3 separate regions of the Mus musculus genome follow, and all the other regions are linked to region 2. Evidence: chromatin contacts called from public HiChIP or PLAC-seq and promoter capture Hi-C data. All regions are on one chromosome and are shown on one strand. The core of a region is the stretch at or near the end of the contact, and the rest is flanking DNA. Distances in the headings are between cores, read along the strand shown. Region 1 holds the start of Polg (polymerase (DNA directed), gamma). Region 2 overlaps Rhcg (Rhesus blood group-associated C glycoprotein). Region 3 overlaps Mir9-3hg (Mir9-3 host gene).

The links. Promoter capture Hi-C pulls out the DNA fragments that hold promoters and counts their contacts. HiChIP or PLAC-seq counts read pairs in DNA pulled down with a chosen protein or histone mark.
Region 1: a contact with region 2 is called in a promoter capture Hi-C map of hippocampal neurons, with 2.4 times the contacts expected there. The contact joins the promoter of Polg here to the enhancer-like site in region 2. A contact is called at or near these places in 5 of 39 promoter capture datasets (cranial neural crest, embryonic stem cells, hippocampal neurons and 1 more), 1 of 15 datasets of contacts at CTCF or cohesin (embryonic stem cells), 1 of 484 Hi-C or Micro-C datasets (cortical neurons), 10 of 115 datasets of contacts at active chromatin or transcription factors (acute myeloid leukemia, astrocytes, embryonic basal ganglia and 4 more) and 3 of 9 other capture datasets (adipose tissue, liver and pancreatic islet).
Region 3: a contact with region 2 is called in an H3K4me3 HiChIP or PLAC-seq map of forebrain, with 2.7 times the contacts expected there. The contact joins two enhancer-like sites. A contact is called at or near these places in 20 of 39 promoter capture datasets (the 3T3-L1 cell line, 3T3-L1-derived adipocytes, the C10 cell line and 13 more), 23 of 484 Hi-C or Micro-C datasets (LSK cells, the N1E-115 cell line, Th2 cells and 18 more), 22 of 115 datasets of contacts at active chromatin or transcription factors (VIP interneurons, craniofacial prominence, embryonic basal ganglia and 14 more) and 3 of 9 other capture datasets (adipose tissue, liver and pancreatic islet).

The regions. Positions count from the first base shown.
Region 1 is chr7:79,464,625-79,467,875 of GRCm38.p6, reverse strand. Polg (polymerase (DNA directed), gamma) reads left to right here and starts at 1,603. Exons shown (of 23, transcript NM_017462.3): 1 at 1,603-1,806; 2 at 2,505-3,251. The coding sequence starts at 2,665. n-TRtcg5 (a tRNA gene) reads right to left here and starts at 1,457; the gene lies at 1,385-1,457.
Region 2 is chr7:79,590,863-79,593,761 of GRCm38.p6, reverse strand. It overlaps Rhcg (Rhesus blood group-associated C glycoprotein), which reads left to right. Exons shown (of 11, transcript NM_019799.3): 11 at 1-399. Among named protein-coding and RNA genes, the nearest start is that of Rhcg, 25 kb to the left of the region's middle. Within about 2 kb of position 1,346, at least 63 of the 459 cell types and tissues checked have an H3K27ac peak or open chromatin away from gene starts, as enhancers often do. A contact at or near this core is called in cortical neurons, embryonic basal ganglia, embryonic brain and 4 more, where this site is marked.
Region 3 is chr7:79,518,886-79,522,010 of GRCm38.p6, reverse strand. The region is part of intron 1 of Mir9-3hg (Mir9-3 host gene); the gene reads right to left. Among named protein-coding and RNA genes, the nearest start is that of Gm51285, 15 kb to the right of the region's middle. Within about 2 kb of position 1,725, at least 44 of the 459 cell types and tissues checked have an H3K27ac peak or open chromatin away from gene starts, as enhancers often do. A contact at or near this core is called in cortical neurons, embryonic brain, embryonic forebrain and 2 more, where this site is marked.

The sequences.
Region 1 (3,251 bases), core at 354-2,853, 130 kb after region 2:
GTTTGTTAGTCCATTAAATCGCAGTTTCTAGGCTCTTCCTCGCAGCTACCGCTCTTTGAAACTCCAATGGCTGCAATCAAAGTTTTGAAAAATTTACAGCGAGTATAACACCGTTGAGAACAAGGCACGGGTATGGCTAGCGCCACGTGGCAGCTTGCCTAGGCTCACAGATGAAGAGAACACTGAATTTCAGTAGGAGACTATGAAATAAAAATGAAATTGTTTTTCCTGCTCGGAGGCTTCCTGAGTTAAGAGCCTCTCCTTTTTCACCTTATAGCAAAATAAACTGAGCAAAGTTATGTAAAAGCAAGAAGAATCACAAAATAAGGAATCTCTTATCTAGTTGACTCTGGTTTGTGTGTGTATATATATAAAACTGATAACCAACCAATCAAACAAACAAAAATCACTTTATGTCTATTAAGTACATCTAGAAAAATGTATAAGAATGTCTCAGCTGGAGAGCTAGATTGTGGATATTTGTAGTTCAAGCACTGAGGCGGGAGGGCAGCCAGGGCTACCGCGTAAGTTCTAAGTTACAATGTGAGACCTCATCGTTAAAAACAAACAAACAAGCAAACAGGCCGACAGACAGACAGACAAAAGAGGGGGAAGAAACTAAGAAAAGGAGAAAGGAGAAGGGTTCTGTATGAGTCCCTGCCGCTGCTAGTGACAGGAAAAGCGGATAGAGGAGCGACTCCTGAAAAAAGTCAAAGACCCTCTCTCCTGTACACAGTTCTCAGCGTCCGGGTGGTCTCGCTGGTTGGAAGTGGGGGCTGCCGTTCAGCGCGGTCCGAATTTTTTCCCTAATCAGCTGCTTGTGCCCCCTAGTCTGCCTGAAGCAATCCTGATCTTTTCTTTCCTCGTACGGGACTCTCGACTTGAATCCCTGGGTCCCAGTTATTCACCCAGGCCATATTCGCCTGACCCTTTGCAGCTGACCCTCTACGGAGAGCTGGGAGCAGAAACAACCGGAGCAACGGGAGGTGGACCCAGAGATTGACAGATCTCTGAAGCGGGACGTGCTTCAGCTGTGCCCGGTGGGCGCGACCAATCGGACTCAACAGCATCAACCCCCAGCATCATTGTCCGGGATAGGAGGGAGGAGACTCCATCGAGGCTTAGCCTTTGCGGTCCATAGGTGACAAATCTAGACTTCGGACGGCACGTGCTCCGTTTGCTCCACTCTCCATCCGGGACAAGGCTCTCGACCGCTGTCACCGTTTAAGCAATGTGTCACCCTGACAGTTGTTTGCTCAGATCCTTGAGTTCCAAGAATTAAGTTTAGACTAGAAGTTGGTCATAACCACTACGGTCAATTTCGCTTTATTTCCAAAGGGAATCTTGGGATTAACAAACTGACAGATAAAAACAACATACAAGTCGACCGCGGCAGGACTCGAACCTGCAATCTTCTGATCCGAAGTCAGACGCCTTATCCATTAGGCCACGCGGCCGCCAGCGAGAAGGTGCCTTTACTTAGCTTAAAGCGTGTAGCCGCCTTCAGGCTCGCGTCAGACTGGTCTATCTTTTCCGTGGGGAGGGAAGTAGCGGAGGACCTCACCCGGAAGTCCCTCTGCACCCCCGCGGGCGGGCGGCTCCATTGGCGGCGCTCTTATTGGACGCTCGGGGGAGTCTCCCGCCTGCCTCTGGGTAGCCGCGGGACCCAGTTCGCGCAGACGGGAAGTTGCGGCTGCTCCCGAGACCGCACGCCACCCTGAGGCTGCGTGGGCCGCGCGCCGCGGACGCCGCGTCGTCGCCGGGGCTGTGGGCTGCCGCAGAACGGGAAGCGCGAAGCGGACCGAGGTTTCCGGCGGGCTCGGCAGGGGGAGGGCCGGGCGCGGCTGCTCCCTCTCCACTCGGGAAGCCGGGCCGGGAGCAGGGCGGCGGCTGCGGCGGGGACCCTGTGTCCCGGCGTGCGGGGGTGGCCGCCGACGCCCCGACCAGGGCGCCCTAGGCCCGCCCGGGTGTGGGTGCGGACCCCGAGGCTGTGGCTCGTTCGGCGGGTTTCGAAGTTGGGGCGCTAGGCCCTCGGGCCGCCGGCGGGGTGGGACTGGCAACTGCTGTCTGCCGAGCGCCTACTGGGGTTAGGGCCACTCGACGAGCGCGCCCTCTGCCACTCTTACAGCAGTGGCCCGTGGCTCTAGAGTTCTTAACCCCATTTTACAGAGGAGGAGGTCGGGGCCTAAGGAGCTGGGCCAAGGTCACGCAGTTGGAGAGCCAGAACCCTGGTCTGTCTGCGTCTCCCCATTTCAGCATCTCCAGCGGCTTCTCCCAAGTTAACTGCCGAGCCGGTGTGGCCCTGTCCTCGGGAGGGGGCAGTGCCATTTCTTAAGGTTGTTGGAGGCGTAACAGAAAAATGTCCCTACTCCGCTCTGGCCTTTTGGCTAAGATCAAGTGGAGAAAATGCTTGTTTGGCACGCAGCAGATGTTTGTTGCGGGATAAGCGGTTTGTTCAAGTCCGTGACACTTGTAATAACACTTTTATCGTCTGTCTCCTTTAGGACTTGTGTGAGGAAGGCAGGCATGGTGAGACCTATTTCACTGACAGGAGCACAGAGAGGGGACGCGTCTCTCTCTGAGTCTTTCGGCCACTAAAAGCAGTCAAGCTGGAGCCCAAAGCCCGGTGCCCCGACTCACAGCGGGGGGCTCCCTGCACCAACCATGAGCCGCCTGCTCTGGAAGAAGGTGGCTGGCGCCAAGGTCGCCTCAGGGCCAGTACCAGCAACCGCGCGCTGGGTCTCCAGCTCCGTCCTCGACCCCGTCCCCAGCGACGGGCGGCCGCCGTCGCAAATGCCCTCCTCCGAGAATGGGCAGCTGCGGCTCAACCCTCTGCTCATCCAGATGTTGTCGAGAGGCCTGCACGAGCAGATCTTCGGGTGCGGCGGGGAAATGCCCGACGAGGCCGCGGTGCAGCGCAGCGTAGAGCACCTGCAGAAGCACGGGCTCTGGGGGCAGCCGGCCACGCCCTTGCCAGACGTGGAGCTGCGCCTGCCCCGGCTCTTCGGGGGCAACCTGGACCAGCACTTCCGCCTCCTGGCCCAGAAGCAGAGCCTGCCTTACTTGGAGGCGGCCGCCTCGTTATTGGAGGCCCAATTGCCCCCCGAGCCCAAGAGCTGGGCCTGGGCGGAGGGCTGGACCCGGTACGGCCCCGAGGGGGAGGCCGAACCCGTGGCCATCCCCGAGGAGCGGGCCCTGGTGTTCGACGTGGAGGTCTGCTTGGCAGAGGGAACCTGCCCCACTTTGGCGGT
Region 2 (2,899 bases), core at 97-2,596:
CTGACATATCTGGGAACTCAGGGACAGGGCAGCGGAAAGGCCCACTGGCCTGACTCCAGCACCTCTACACCCGCTTCATCCCAGGGGGCTCACCGGGCTGAGAATGGAGGAGATTCGGACAAAGTGAGCTCCAAGCCAGGGTCAGCTGCAGAAGGTCTGTCCCTGCCTGCGGTCATGATGCTCATAGCCTGTGAGAAGTAGCATGAAGAGAAGCTGAGGCCGGGGGTTGGGAAGGGGGTGTGGAATGGGAGGGCGAGCTTGCCCCCACCCCACCCGGGATACCCCTTCTTGGACTCTTCAAGCCTCCGCCTGCTCCCCAACAATGTATTTCCCATGTTCCAAGGCACCCAAGATCACTCTATTTTGTGTAGTAAATAAATGTTGTTGATGCTCTTTGTAGACTGGGGAGTGGATGTTCTGGTGGGACCCCTGTGAGATCTATACGGACCCAGAGGACCTGGCCTCCTGCCTGGCCCTGACCCTTGCCCAAAGGGCCACTCTCTCTACAAAAGTCCACGCAGCCCGGGAGGGTCAGGAGCTAAGCCCTAGACTGCATTCTTTCCCCCAAGTACCCCTCTTTCTGTAGGGTCCACACTGGTGAGAAAGCCACCCGTGTACTAGCTTTCTCTGAGTCCATTCCAGCAGGCATAAGTAAGGAGGGAGCACCCCCCTCCCAGTTGCCTTTCTCTAACCCTCCCTCCCCTTCCTCTGCCAGTCCCGCCCCACTCCTGCTCTAAAATGGGGAAAGCTTCAGGTCCTTACATATCCAGGTGTGGAATGGACAGGTGAACTATGACAGGGCTGTGACAAGGTGGTGACCTGGTGGGGTTCTGGCGGATTACTAGGAATTACCAGAAGCGGAACAAGGGGACAGCACAGGTACACTCGTGGACAGGAATCGTGATAAGGAGTTTGCCTTTAGCTAGCTGAAGGGAGGGAAAAGCGTTCAGGCTAAAGAGCAAGGAAACCAAGATCTTTTGTGGAGCCAAGGTTCGTGGGAAGGAAGGGGTAAAGAGAGGAAAGGGATGGTCTCTCCCCTGCCTCCCGGCTCGCTCTCCCCGCCTCCCTGGCAATCCACACACTCACACACATACACGCGCATGCACGCACACTCGAGGCTTCGCTCCCCTTTGCAGAGCAAGGGGAAGGGGGAGGAGAGAAGGAGGAAGCTGAAGTGCCACCTATTCATGTTCCGCGATGTAACACCCCTTATTTTCCATGCTGGGTAAAGACAAAAACCCTTTACAACCTGTTTCTGGAACTTGTCAGCAGCTGCCAAGAGGAGCATGTTAATTAAACGTCGGCAAAGATGGAAGCCGGAGGCCCTGGCTCTAATTGGACAGTTTGCTTCACCGGATTGAAAAACATTGTGACAAAGAAGGAGGTGCGCGGCGGCTCGGCAGGGGGACAGGGTGGCGGGGGAGGGGGCGGCGGCTTTGATTCCAGCTGATCAGCCCGGCCCCTCCCCCACGGCCGCACGGTTCCGCCCAGCGGGTCCCTGCAGGGCCAGGGCGGGGTGCAGGGGCGGGGTGTGGGAGGGGCGCAGGTGGTGAGGTACAGAGGCGGAGTCTGGGAGGGGACAAAATAAGGTGCAGGTGGTGGGGGTGCAGGGGTGAGATGTGAGAGGGGCTCAAGGGACGGATTTGGGGGTCTGGGAGGAGCATTGCAGATGGAGCGGTGCAGGAAGCGGGGAAGAGTATCTGCGAAGAATACAGGGGCAGGATCCGCCAGGGGTTCGAGAGGCGAGGTGCCTTTGGAATGGAGGCTGCAGGATCCTCCAGAGGGCCACACCTGGGCTCTCTATGAACCGCCTCTCAAACTGGTAAACCAATGGTGGGCCAGGCTTTGAGGGAGCTGTAGTGTGACACTCTCCCCATGATCCCCGATCACAGGACTTGGGCACCTGGAACAGCGACTGACAGCCTTTTGCCCGTGGGCAACATGGAGGCTGCCTTGGAAGCCCAGCTGGGCAGAGGTGGCCTAACGTGCTGTGAACAGGAATGAAGTATCACAGCACTGGGGGCTAAGGCATTGTACTAGAAAACTGGACTGTAAAGGTTCCCAGGTAGCTTTCAGGTACCAGGGCTGGGGATTACATTGCCCTGACAATGTCCCGTCCTGTGGATATGCTTCAAGTTCCCTCCCCTGTGTGCTTTGCGTGCTAAGCTGGGTACCTTGCTGAAGACATCCCTCACCCACCCAGTCACCTAACTTTCCAGCAACCCTGAGAGAGAGGCTGTAGTCTTCCAGACTTGCTGGTGGGGAAACTGAGTCCCAGAGACCGGAACACCATACTGTGTTGGAGTAGGGAGAGAAGGTCTCACTATGGTAGCTCAGATTAGCCTGGAATTTCATATCTAGCCTACCTCTGTCTCCTAAGAATGAAGTTCATAAAGACAGCCTAGGATGAGACATGGGGTCTCTGATTCCGGTGCCTGCCCCTGGCCACTTGTGTTCCAGGCTCTCTGACTCCTGACCGAGCCTTCAGTTCACACCTTTTCCAGGATGGTGTGAGCTGTGTGGAGTTCCTATATGGCACCTGCTGTTCTTCTTGGGTTTCTGGGCTGGGGTTCCCCAAGGATGGTTTGCATCAAGCTGGAGGTCACCCTGGAGAGTCTCACACACGTATACAAGTCCTATGTCCTGGAGAAGGGGTACTTAGCTGTGATAGGGAAACATTTGGGTAGGAGCCAGGCTGAGGCTGGTGATAGGCAGGAGCAAGGATGGGAAAAGGCACCATTCATTGTTCCTGGGCCAAGGGAATTAAGAGCTCCCACTTGGATATGGAGTGCTGGGACCATTCACTGCTGAGTCCCCAGGCCAGGGGCTGGAGAAGCCTGCACTGTGTCCAGATTGCCTGCTGAGCCTAATCCCCTGGGAGCCAGGCCCTGGAGCCTAG
Region 3 (3,125 bases), core at 476-2,975, 72 kb after region 2:
ACAGGATGCCTTCTCTGGTATTTCTTTCTCCAGAAAATCCCTCTTTTCTTAACTTCCTGGACCCAAGTTCAATCATATACCCTGTATGTGTGCTCATAAACTCCTACATGTGTGCCTGCTAACACTGCTCAAGCTGATCTCTGTGATCCAGAAGTCAGGGAGCAGCTCTGGGTTTCCCTCCACTATGGAGCTTGTGGACAAGCAGAAGACAAAACAACAACTTGAGTGCAACATGAGAGAGAGCTAAGCTTGGTCCCTTGCTTACTATCTTCCAGGGATTTTATTTCTAACCAATGTGTGACATGACATCTCTTCTCCCCTCTTTTCCCTTTCCTTTCCTTTCTCTTCTTATTCTCAGACCCAGAGACTGAACTTGGGCCCTGGTATTTCCTGAGTGCTAACCCCAAATTCACAGTTGAGAACAGCAGCTCACAAAGAGGAGAAGCAGTATGCTCATTGTTTCTGGACTGGATCAGAAAGGCCCGGCCTGGATCCCGGGAGCCCTGTGGCCTCTGCCTCACGGCTGGGCTCTGACAGCATAAGGGAGAGATTGGCAACACGACTCAGGAAGGCTGCCAAACCTGACAACGGAGTTTGATCACCAGGCCCACACAGAAGAGAGAACCAACTCCTGCATGTTAAACACACACACACACACACACACACACACCTTAGAAAGAAAACAAGATTGAACAGAGGACATAGATTCTATCCTTCCATAGAAGGATACCCCTTCTAGGAGCAGAAAGCAAGATCCACCACACTCACCCTGAGCAGTCAGTCTCTTGCAATTGTGAAAGCGTGTGGAGTTGGGTCACCCTGATTTAGCTTATTTTATTTGAGACAGGGTATCTCTATGTATCTCTGGCTGTCCTAGAACTACCCTGATTTGTATAAACTGAAGTACAGCAAGGAGTTAGCTGACAGACACTATCAAGACAAGCCAGGACCAGAGGAGCTGTTTGCCACCTCTCCAATTCTCCTGGGCTTCCTGGGGGCCTAGCGCTGAGCTCTCCCATCTGGATTATTCAGCAGTGTGGCCTGCGTGAAGCAGGAGACGCTGCAGAGACATCTTCTCACAGCCTAAACAAGTCCTGGGCTGCTTTGAAAGCCTAGCAGCTTCCTTGGGAGACAAGGACCTTGTGAAAACCGAGATAGCTTCTGAGACCCACCTCAAGCAATCCCCATGACGAGAAAAGAAGGGTGGACCCTGTATTATCTTTACTCCACTGAGCCAGGCCTCAAAGACCCAGCATGCAAAGATTAGCACAGAGCCTGGCACAGTGCTTGTGCCTGGTAAATGTTTGTGGCATCTTCCCCAGGACTCATGATTCCCACTCCCTGTCTCTCAGGCTCCAGGGAGGAGGCACTTTTCAGACAGTCCTAGAGTATGGGAGCTGAAAGCTCCTTGACCCAGACCAGATTCCCCTAGCAAGAAACTGGATATTCTGAAAGGGGCCAGGGCTGGTGGCAAGGCTAGCCCACAGCCTGGGGTCTCCCAAGGTGAGAAGGCTGAACAGGCCTCAGCCCTCTGACAGCAGGACAAGCCCAGCACCTCCCCTGGGGGGGGGGGGGAAACCTCTCTGGAGACCAGAGGCCTGGCAGGGAGCCAAAGCAGGAGCCTCTCCAAGAAAATGCTGGCTTTGAGCCAAGGAGTATCCCAGAAGCTCCAGCTTGCACATCGGCTGAGGCTGAGGGGAGGAGGGGCAGCCAAGAGATAGGCAGCCCCAGCCATCTTCCAAAGGAACCTAGCCAAAAGGGAGTTTGATACGAACCTGAGACACACAGCTGTCTTTCCTTGTTTAGTGGTTCTTGTGTATCTGGGAGAGTGTGAAGTCACCACTGCCTGGTGTGGGTGCCACTCTTGGAACAATGAACCTGTCAGCTCCAGCTCTACCTACACAAACCCACTAGGGGGCTGCTGACCCTTCATGGAAAGATTCTTCCAGGGTTAACCTCACCCTATGCTGAAAAACACAATGTTGCCTACGAACTCAGGCCATAGCTTCCACCTCCAAAGACTGAGGGGTGATTCTCCCACACAACAGGCTCTTCCAGGCCTGAGACCCTCCACCTGGCTTTTCCACTGCACTCTAAACATAGACCTCTGAGATTAGACACCTCCTGCGTGAGATCAGAAGAATCAGGCACAAGTCTAAGTCTGTAAGAGGGCTCCATCATCTGGTTTAGACCTGCCATTTCAGTTCCTGTGTAATCTCAAATGTTCTAGAAGCCTCATTCCAAAGACAGAAGAAGCAGGTCATTATAATTATGTATTTTATTTAGTCAGAGATTATTTAAATGTGCCATACTGCTCACACTTATGAGATAAACTATTCACGTCTATTGGATATCACATTGGACAGGACAGCTTTTGACTCTAGCAGCAAGTCCTCATTTTTAGATGAGTGTGTGGTTAAAGAATCTCTGGAGAAGGCACCAATGAAGAAAGCAAAGCCAGCCCCAGACCCCCTCCTTACAGCTGGGCCTACCAGCCTTTCCTTTCGGCTTCCAGATGCACAACCATGGACTATTAGGTAGATGACTGTATGATCAATCAAGTTCAGGGAGACTGCAACATAAACCTATTTGAAATAGACAACCCAGAAAGGACTAGGAATGGACACACTAGATGTTACAAGCCTGGGGAACAAAGACAATGGAAAGGAACTGGAGGGTGGATCTGGGAGACCTCAGTGTCAGACCAAGTCTTGTTTGTGCCATCCTGCTCAGGGCCGCCTGGCTCCCATGGTGTGTCAATACCCATGCCCCAGCACAGGGTCTGGTGAATTTTCCACCGCGTCTCCCTGGAGGAACTACCCACAAAAGCTCCTCTCTGCTTTAGAAGGTGAGGACAAGCCCTGCATTTACCCAGTGCCTCTAGTCTTCTTACTGAGTCGCCATGCCAACACACAGTCATAATTACCAAGGAACGCGTCAATAGTGGCAGCATTGACAAAGACACTATATCAGGGCTTGTGAGCTAAGCAAGGTCAGGCTCTTCACAGCTCCTCAGCTTCCTGCCCACTTCCTTTATTCCACTCCGATCCATCTCTTTCCTTCATTCTCTCTCCCACCCAGATGGTCTGATTTTATTTTCTCTGCAGAGAAAGGAACTACAGCTC